Linked DNA regions of Sus scrofa: all the other regions are linked to region 3. The links are chromatin contacts, called in public HiChIP or PLAC-seq and promoter capture Hi-C maps. All regions are on one chromosome and are shown on one strand. The core of a region is the stretch at or near the end of the contact, and the rest is flanking DNA. Distances in the headings are between cores, read along the strand shown.

Region 1 (2,700 bases), core at 161-2,660, 400 kb after region 3:
TTGGGGAGGGGCTCCCGAAAGTCAGGTGCCCTCCCCCTCTTCCTCTCCCCTCGCCCCACCGGGGCTTCCCCGGGGGGAACAGCTTAAAAACTGAAAGAGAAACTTGCCGGCGGAGGCCCACGGGCCCTCTAGGGAAGGCTGCAAGAATCCCCCTCCCCTGCCTCGAACTCCTGAGTCCCCGTTTCTGGGAACCGGGGATATTCTGGCCCAAAGTGAGGGCCACGCCACCGACGGTTCCCACTGGACGGCTCCGTCACGGCGGGCCCATGGCTGGGGTCGCGAAGGGGCGAGAGCCGGGGAAGCAGACGCTCCCTCTCTGGGGCTGCGACCCCCTGAGCTGTGCCCGCGGTCTCCCTCTGGCCGGTCCGACAGCGCCCCCTGCCCATGCGGGCGGGGACGGCGCCCACCCTCGACCCCTCCCTCCCTCTGCGTCCCCCGTCTCCCGTCCGCGCTGAGCGCTGCGCCGAAACTCCCTCTCGGTCCCGGGGACGGTTCCCGGCACGCCGCCGCCGGCTGTCGGGCTCCGGGGCCCGGAGCGCGGGGGCCCGGGCAGCAGCCGAGTGCCCCCTCTCGGCGCGCGCCGCCGGGGACGCGCGGCCGGGCCACCCACCTGGTCGCGCCGAGCCGTCCGGCAGCGGGGCCGGCGTTCGCTCCCGGCCCGGGCTCCTGGCGGCGGCGGCGGAGGCGGCGGCGGCGGCGGCAGCGGCTGTTACTACAGGAAGGCGCAGAGAGCAGCGATTTCCTCCTCAAAGGTCAGCTGCCTCTGATAGACCATACACAGCGCGCGAGCTCTCGCTACCACCCCTCCCAGCCTCGGTCGCTTTCTCCCTGCCTCCGCCCTCGGTGGCTGGCTCCCCGGGCCTCAGGCGGCGAGGCGAGGCGGGGCGGCGCCGGGCGTGGGGGCTGCCCCGACGGCGGGGTCCCCCCGGGAGTCCCAGCCTGCCCTCGCTTGCGGCCCCGCGGAGCGGCCGCGGCCCGTGCTGGGCAAGAGGCGAAGCGGTGGCTGGAGGATGGGGGTGGGAGGGCTGGGAAATCCCGGGCTCTGGAAATTCCAAAGCACAGCCTCAGTTTTCGCATCTGTAAAAAGGGAGGAGGGAAGGGTTGGACCGGCTGGAGATGCCTGCAGCCCCAGCTTATGTCACCTCTTGAATCTCTAGACTCAAAATTTTAATGTGTGTGTGTGTGTGTGTGTGTGTGTGCGCGCGCGCGCGCGCACGCGTGTGTGTTTACGTGGGTTGGGGACGCAGCTTTTGTGATCTCAGTGGCGAAGCCCTGGCCAGGGGAAAGACTGGGGATTCCAGAGAAGCCAGCTCACTCAGAGGGCCCCATCACCCTCCTTCCACCACTCCCACCACCGTGCACTCACCCGCTGCAGTAGAAACAAGAACGAACCCTGGCAGTCAAATGCTCAACCCCCTGACATTTTGCAGATGAGAAGTGGAGTGCAGAGCGGGGAAGGGGTCCCACCGTGGGCACGTGGCCTGATCCGCAGACTATGATCCGTGCGTGATCCTGGCCCTCAGTTCACGCGAGCCCAGTCACATCTGAGGCTGGTCCTATCTTCAGAAAGTCCAGGGAAGGCCGTCTTGAATCCTCCTCACAAGCTCCCCACTGCCTCTAGGCCTGGCCACAACAGGGAACACCCTCCCTGAGCCTTGCCTGGCTCACAGCCCCCTCCCTGAGCGCCCCTCTGCGGAGCGTGTGGAGTTGGGCAAGGTGGCCCTGGAAGCCTTCCATTCCCTTTACCCAGCTTCCCTCTCCTCTGGGGCCTCCCCTCTGCCTGGCAGCTGGTATTGGCAGCATCAAGGGAGGGGCCAGCCTGGCTGCCCACTCACAGCTGGCTGGGCCAAGACCTTGTGTCCTGGGGGGAATCATTCTCCTCTCCCTCCCTCCCTCCCTCCCTAATTCCTTCTTGGATCTGCCCTTTTCTCTCTATTCCCTCCCCCATCCCACACCCATCCATCTTCTCACCACTCACTACTTCCCCCAGTTTCTTTTCTTTTTTCTTTTTCTTTTTGCTTTTTAGGGCTGCACCTATGGCATATGGAAGTTCCCAGGCTAGGGGGCAAAATGGAGCTGTAACTGCCACCCTATGCCAGAGCCACAGCAACTCGGGATCCAAGCTGCATCTGTGACCTACACCACAGCTCATGGCAACACCGGATCCTTAACCAACTGAGTGGGGCCAGGGATCGTCCTCATGGATACTAGTCAGGCTCATTACCGCTGAACCACAACAGGAACTCCCCGTTTTCATTCTTTTATTTCAGAGACCACTAGAAGTTTAAAGCTGCAGATCCACCCCCGCCACACACACTCCATGTGTGGTCGCAGTCTCAGTTGGTAGGACCATGGGGAGAGAAATTGAAATGGTAAAGGGGTTCAAAAAGGATTGGGGAAACCCTGCTCTAGGGATGAGGGAACATGCTACCCCCTCACCCCTTCTTCCCCTCCTCTGTGCAACAGATTTGGCCAGAGGAGGGTCCGACACACAGCCAGGGAGTCACCTGGAATGACAGTCAAGTGTCAGCACTGGAAACAACCGAAAAGATGATTTTACAAACGGGGAAACAGAGGCTGGAGAGGGGAATTGACTTGGCCAGTGTCAGGAGGACTGTCAGTGGCAGATCCAAACCCACTGCCGCACGGTGAGTGGGCCCTACTTGGCACCTGGGCACTCCAGCCTGTCACTGTGAGCAG
Region 2 (2,700 bases), core at 189-2,688, 310 kb after region 3:
TTTTTATTTTTTATTTTATTTTATTTTGTCTTGTTCGGGCTGCACCTGCGGCATTCGGAGGTTCCCAGGCTAGGGGCTGAATCAGAGCTGCAGCCGCCGGCCTACACCACAGCCACAGCAATGCCAGATCAGAGCCACGTCTTCGACCTGTACCACAACCCATGGTAACACTGGATCCTTAACACACTGAGCTAGGCCAGGGGTCCAACCTGCTTCCTCATGGATGCTAGTCAGATTCATTTCCGCTGGACGGTGGGAACACCTGATAAAAGGTCCCTTTTTGGATTTCATCTTAATACCTCTTTGTACTAAACAAACACAATAAACACAAATAAGCACTAATAGCTGTTATTTTTTAAAACCCTGATTGTACCAGCACATACATACAATCCTCTATTATGCAAAGTACATCCTCTATTATGCAAGATAAAATGTCTACATTTCCTATAAACTACTGGTTTCAATGGAGTAGAACTTGCACTCGAAGTAGACAGGCGAAAAAGATAAAGGCACGCAATTTCAAGTATTTCAACTCAGACACATAAAAACAATGTGTATACGTGTCATTCTTTATCTGTACTGTCTCCTGCATTCCCGTGAACAGGCCAATGTGCGAGTCGTGTTGGCCTTTGATGCTTGAAGAGACGGAACGGAGGACGGGGTTAAATCCACTACCCTCTCCCCACGCACTCTAGTAATTACTCTACTTCCACGTCATGTTTCCGGGTGTGTGTGTCTCGACTCACGCAGAAACTGAGGTTCAAAGCAGGCGGGAGTCACCCATGTTCTTTTGGCTGTCCCCAAAAACCCAATTCAGCCGTTGAGGTCTTAGAGTATCTGGCGATACCTGGGTACTGTTTAACTGGCTGATTCCCACGTGGTAAGTGGCTCCTAACTCACCCCCACGTGGTGCCAAGGGCCGGGAAAAGGGAGAGTAGGCAAAAGAGAGCCGCATCAGGGGCATTTAAAGTGTCTTGACGTCACACACTGCCAGGAACTCAGCTGAGTTTTCAGCAGGACATTCCGGTCATCTTTCTTCCCTCCCTCCGGGTCTCTCAGCCCAAGGCCTTGGCTCTTCCCTTACTGTTGCGGAGGGAGTAGCAGTGAGCCCTCGGAACAGCCAGTACAGGGGCGTTCCCGGCCTTGTGTTGGCTCCGCCCCTTCTCCAAGGAGCTCTCCTCATTGGCAAGTGGGTGGGGCTTCGGAGATACAGTACATTCACCAGGGCCTCTGTGTGGCAGAGAAAACTGGTCGTCTCATGAATAATGCATGAGCGGAGTGCCCAGGCCAGGCGGGGGCTGGGCGGGGATTGGCTGGAGGGGCTGTAATTCAGCGGTTTCCGGAGCTGCGGCGGCGTAGACCGGGAGGGGGAGCCTGGGGTTCCGACGTCGCCGCGGAGGGAGCGAGCCCGAACAGGATCCTTGACGAGCACCCCTACTTGGCGCTCTCCCCGTGTCTAATAGGGGAGACTCTGCGGCCTGAGGGAGCCCTGCGGCCCGCACCCCGGCGCAAGCGCAGCCCCGGCCAGTCGGGCCTCAGCCGGAGCAGCAGGTGAAGGGGGTTAAGGGTGGGGCCGCCCCCCCCCTCCCCGGGCGACGGCCTCCGGGCCGGGGATCCAGGGGTGGGTGCCAGAAGGGCTGAGATGCTCTGGGGTGTTTGAGGGAGTAGTGGACAGAAGCTTCAGTAGGGCAGAGGGGATACGAAGAGACCGGGAGGGTCGTTCTGAAGGGTCGTTCCCAGGATGACAGGAGTCGGCCTCTGAAGGGACAGGGTACGCTGGAAGGAAGTTTTCATTCTTTGGAGAAAGAGGAGACGCGGTGGAAGAGTGAGAAGGGGCTCGAGGGGGAGGACCATTGGGGCCAGGGCACTCTAGAGTGGCGGTGGCAGGAGTGAGGGACAGCCCCCGACTTCCTGCTCCTTGGGGCTCTGGGGACGTTCCGGCCGCAGGAGCGACTGTCATGCTGGCGAAGATCACGGAGGGGTGGGTTGGCAAGCGCCTCCTCCCCGCCCCCCCGGCCGGGCCCGGCGGCTCCGGCTGAGCCACTTCCTCCGTCTTGTCCAGTTCCCGCTCCTGTAGGATCCAGCTGTGCCCCCCTGGAGAGGTAGGAATAGGTGTCTTCCTCCTCCAGCCTCACGGGCTGGTTGTTCATGGTTAGGGTTATTGCATAAGAATCAAGTTTCCTGTAGGGAAATTGACAATCTCGTTCTCTTTCTAAACTCCCTCTCGTCTTTTTCTAGGTTAAATCGTGTTTCTCTCCTCCCCCTTCTTAAAAAAAACCCAACAAAATAAAACCCCCATCAAACCAACTCTAGAGAGAAATAAACCTTTTTCCTCCTGGCATTGTTCTTTTATAAACACCTGGTAAACTTGGCCAAAAGATAAATAATTGAGCCCTTGCGTTTACTGGATTGTGGTGTTGCTTAATTGCATAGGCCGGAATGAACCAATCGAGAGTGGGAGTTTTCTGTCTCAGAGCCAAGGTCTTGGGTAAATGCAGAGAAGAGGGAAACAAAGACAGGCTGGCCTTGGCAGAACCAAGTGTGCAAACTTTACCTGTGTTTGGGGGGTGTGGTTGCATTTCGGTTAGCAAGATTCAAACCAACATGAAGTCATTTTCTCCATGTTTAGTCCACATCCCTCTGTGTTATACAAATTGGATGGATAGTGTTAACCCTTATTAAAAATGTATATAATGTGTA
Region 3 (2,700 bases), core at 73-2,572:
ACCTAACAAGAGCTTCCACATCCACTTTTTCTGGGGCCTTCCTCTTTTTCCTTTAAGACCGCACCTGCAGCATATGTAAGTTCCCAGGCTAGGGGTCAAATTGGAGCTGTTGCTCCCAGTCTACACCACGCAGGATCTGAGCAGCATCTGGGACCTACATCGCAACTCACAGCAACACGGGATCTTTAACCCACTAAGCGAGGCCAAGGATCAAACCCACGTTCTCATGGATACTCACTGGGTTTCATAAGGTACTGAGCCACGACAAAAAAAAAAAAAAAAAAAAAAAAAAAAAAAAAAAAGAACTCCCGCGTTGCCATGAGCTATGGTATAGGTCACAGACTCTGATCGGATCTGGTGTTGCTGTGGCTGTGGCCGGCAGCTGTGGCTCCGATTTGACCCCTAGCCTGGGAACCTCCATAGGCCACAGGTGCCGCTTTAAAAAGATAAAAAAAAAAAAAGGAATTCCTTTTTTTGGGGGAGGGGGGTTTTCTAACCCACTGTGAGGTGGACCAGCTCAGAGCTGATGGGGTCCCTCTGGGATGAGAGGTAGAAAGACTATAAGGAACCCCAAGAGAAAAGAGAGGGGAATTTAGGGGAGCCAACTAAGTTTGGGGCCTAGCCTGTGGGAAAGGGACCCTGTTCACTGACCTCTCTCTTCCTTTCCCCTAGCCACCCTCCCACAGCCACTGGGTACTTACCTTCTAAATTTAAGTAATCTGGGGTGGGAAAATGCTGAGCCAGGGACTCCTGGGGCTTCAGGACAGCTGTGGGCAGAAAAGAAAGAGAGCAATGAGCGGTCGGATGGGGATCTGGGCGGTGGAGCCTGGAGGAGGGGGGGTTGTGGGTTGGGGGCCGAGACTCTTGGAAATCAGGGCTACTCTCAGAAGAGAAAGAGGAGTAAGGCAGGCCCCCACCGGGTGCCCGGAAGAAAGGGGCTGCACCAATTCCTTCCCACTCATACCCAAACCCCCTGCCTCCACATCAGCCCCAGACCTCCCAAGACCTCTCGGAGGGGCCCTGGCACCCCAGCTTTCGCCAAGTGGGAAGCAGCCCGCGCGGCGTCCTCACCGAGGCGGGGCCGTCCGAAGGGCAGCGCTGTCCGCACCCGCACCCCGGGGCCGTTCCGGCCTCGGCCGTCCAGCCCCCCTCCCCTCCAGGGCCTCCCGCGCCTCCTGCCCGGGCCCCGGGGCGCTGCGCTCACCGCCCAGCAGCAGGAGGAGGCGGAGCGCTGCCGGTCGCCCGGCGCGGGTCGCGGGGAGCCGCGGGCCCCCGGCGGCGCGCTCCGCTCGCAGCGAGGCCATCGCGCGGCGAGCAGGCGAGGAGGGGCGGCGGCGCTGAGCCGGGCGCTGGCGGGGGCGCCAATATCCTCGTCCCCAGCCGCAGGAAGCCGCGCCGCTTCCTCGCAGGGGCTGGGACGGCTGCGGCCACGTGGGGGGCGGGGGCGACGCCCGGGGCCCGCGGGCTGGAGGGGGAGTCGCTGCCCCACCCGGCCCTGGCGCCCGCCTGGCCGGCGTTGGCCCACCCTTTCCTCCAGTTCACCCCGTGTGGCTGGACAGCTCCCCTCGTAACCCCAGAACCGGGATCATTTCCTCGGCTCTGCTGCATGGCGCCCAGGCCTCGCCGGGGTCTCCCAGCATCCGCTCCCCGCTCCCCGCACTCTAGTCGCCCTTTCCCTTTCTCCGCGAGTTTGTGGGGGGAGTGTTGGGGGAGGAGGGTGTGGGGAGAGGGAGGGGGCTGGGAGCTCAGAGGGCCTCTCTCGACGCCTCAGTATCTAAGGCTGGGGGTTGGGGTTGTCCTGGGCCGTGGGGGAAGGGGCGCCTTGAGCTGGGCTCCGCGTTCCCTTTCCCTGGGAACACCCACTGCTGTCGGCCTGCCTGCCAAAACCGGGGAGGAAAAGAGGGAGCCAGCCCTTCCGAGTCGGGAGAAGGCCTGGGGATGGGGGTAGAGGGGAAACCAAAGCCCATACCCTCCCTTTGAGGCAGTCCCTGGGCCCTAGACCCACAAAGCAGATTGAGGGCAGGGGCAAAAGTAAGACTACTCCCCCCGCAAGGAGAAAATAGCCACAGCCCTTCAAGGCCAAGGTTGTGAGAAAGGAAGAGTTTAGACTAGAACCTACAATGTGTGGCTTCATTCATGAGATGGGTGCATAATTTACAGAGGAGGAAGCTAAAGCTCAGAGGAAAGCCCAGAACTTGAGTTCAGCCCCGGGAGTCCTGCCTTCCCGCTTTCCAGCTCTATAGCCTGGAATGACATCAGTTACCATCAAGAATTCTCTGATCCCTTCTGTGTGAACGTGGGACTAAATCATAGTGAGGGTGACACTTGTGAAAGGGCACTGAACTCAGCAGACACTGGTTTCCTTTCCTCTTTTCCTAAGGACTTGCTTAAGGTCGCTCTTCTGAGAAGCAGGAAGGCTGAGCCTGGGGCCCCAGCGGCTGTGACTTCTGCCACACCACAGCTGTCTCCGTGTCCTGAGCCAGAGCTTCATTAGTCTGAAGCAGCGGAGGATCCCAGGAGCTGCCTTGGCCATGACGTTCAACTCCAGACACAGCTGTCAGCACCAAACTTTCCTAAATTACTCCCAGACACTGACCCTTGGACTCAGCTGCTGCTGTTGTCCCAGTTTACTGATTCCTGCCCACCACAAATTATCTGTCACGATCTCTCTTCAAATCTTTATCTCAGGGTCTTAGGCTC

What was found. Promoter capture Hi-C pulls out the DNA fragments that hold promoters and counts their contacts. HiChIP or PLAC-seq counts read pairs in DNA pulled down with a chosen protein or histone mark.
Region 1: a promoter capture Hi-C map of fetal liver shows a contact between it and region 3, with 4 times the contacts expected there. The contact joins the promoter of STAT5A here to the promoter of RAMP2 in region 3. A contact is called at or near these places in 1 of 5 promoter capture datasets (fetal liver) and 1 of 2 datasets of contacts at active chromatin or transcription factors (skeletal muscle).
Region 2: a contact with region 3 is called in an H3K27ac HiChIP or PLAC-seq map of alveolar macrophages. The contact joins the promoter of STAT3 here to the promoter of RAMP2 in region 3. A contact is called at or near these places in 1 of 47 Hi-C or Micro-C datasets (liver) and 1 of 2 datasets of contacts at active chromatin or transcription factors (alveolar macrophages).

Annotation. Positions count from the first base shown.
Region 1 is chr12:20,497,375-20,500,074 of Sscrofa11.1, forward strand. STAT5A (signal transducer and activator of transcription 5A) reads right to left here and starts at 1,411. Exons shown (of 19, transcript NM_214290.1): 1 at 1,367-1,411. It also overlaps a transcript of STAT5B not described here.
Region 2 is chr12:20,405,878-20,408,577 of Sscrofa11.1, forward strand. STAT3 (signal transducer and activator of transcription 3) reads left to right here and starts at 1,439. Exons shown (of 25, transcript NM_001044580.1): 1 at 1,439-1,551.
Region 3 is chr12:20,093,104-20,095,803 of Sscrofa11.1, forward strand. It overlaps RAMP2 (receptor activity modifying protein 2), which reads right to left and starts at 1,323. Exons shown (of 5, transcript NM_214082.1): 1 at 1,205-1,323; 2 at 702-767. The coding sequence starts at 1,304.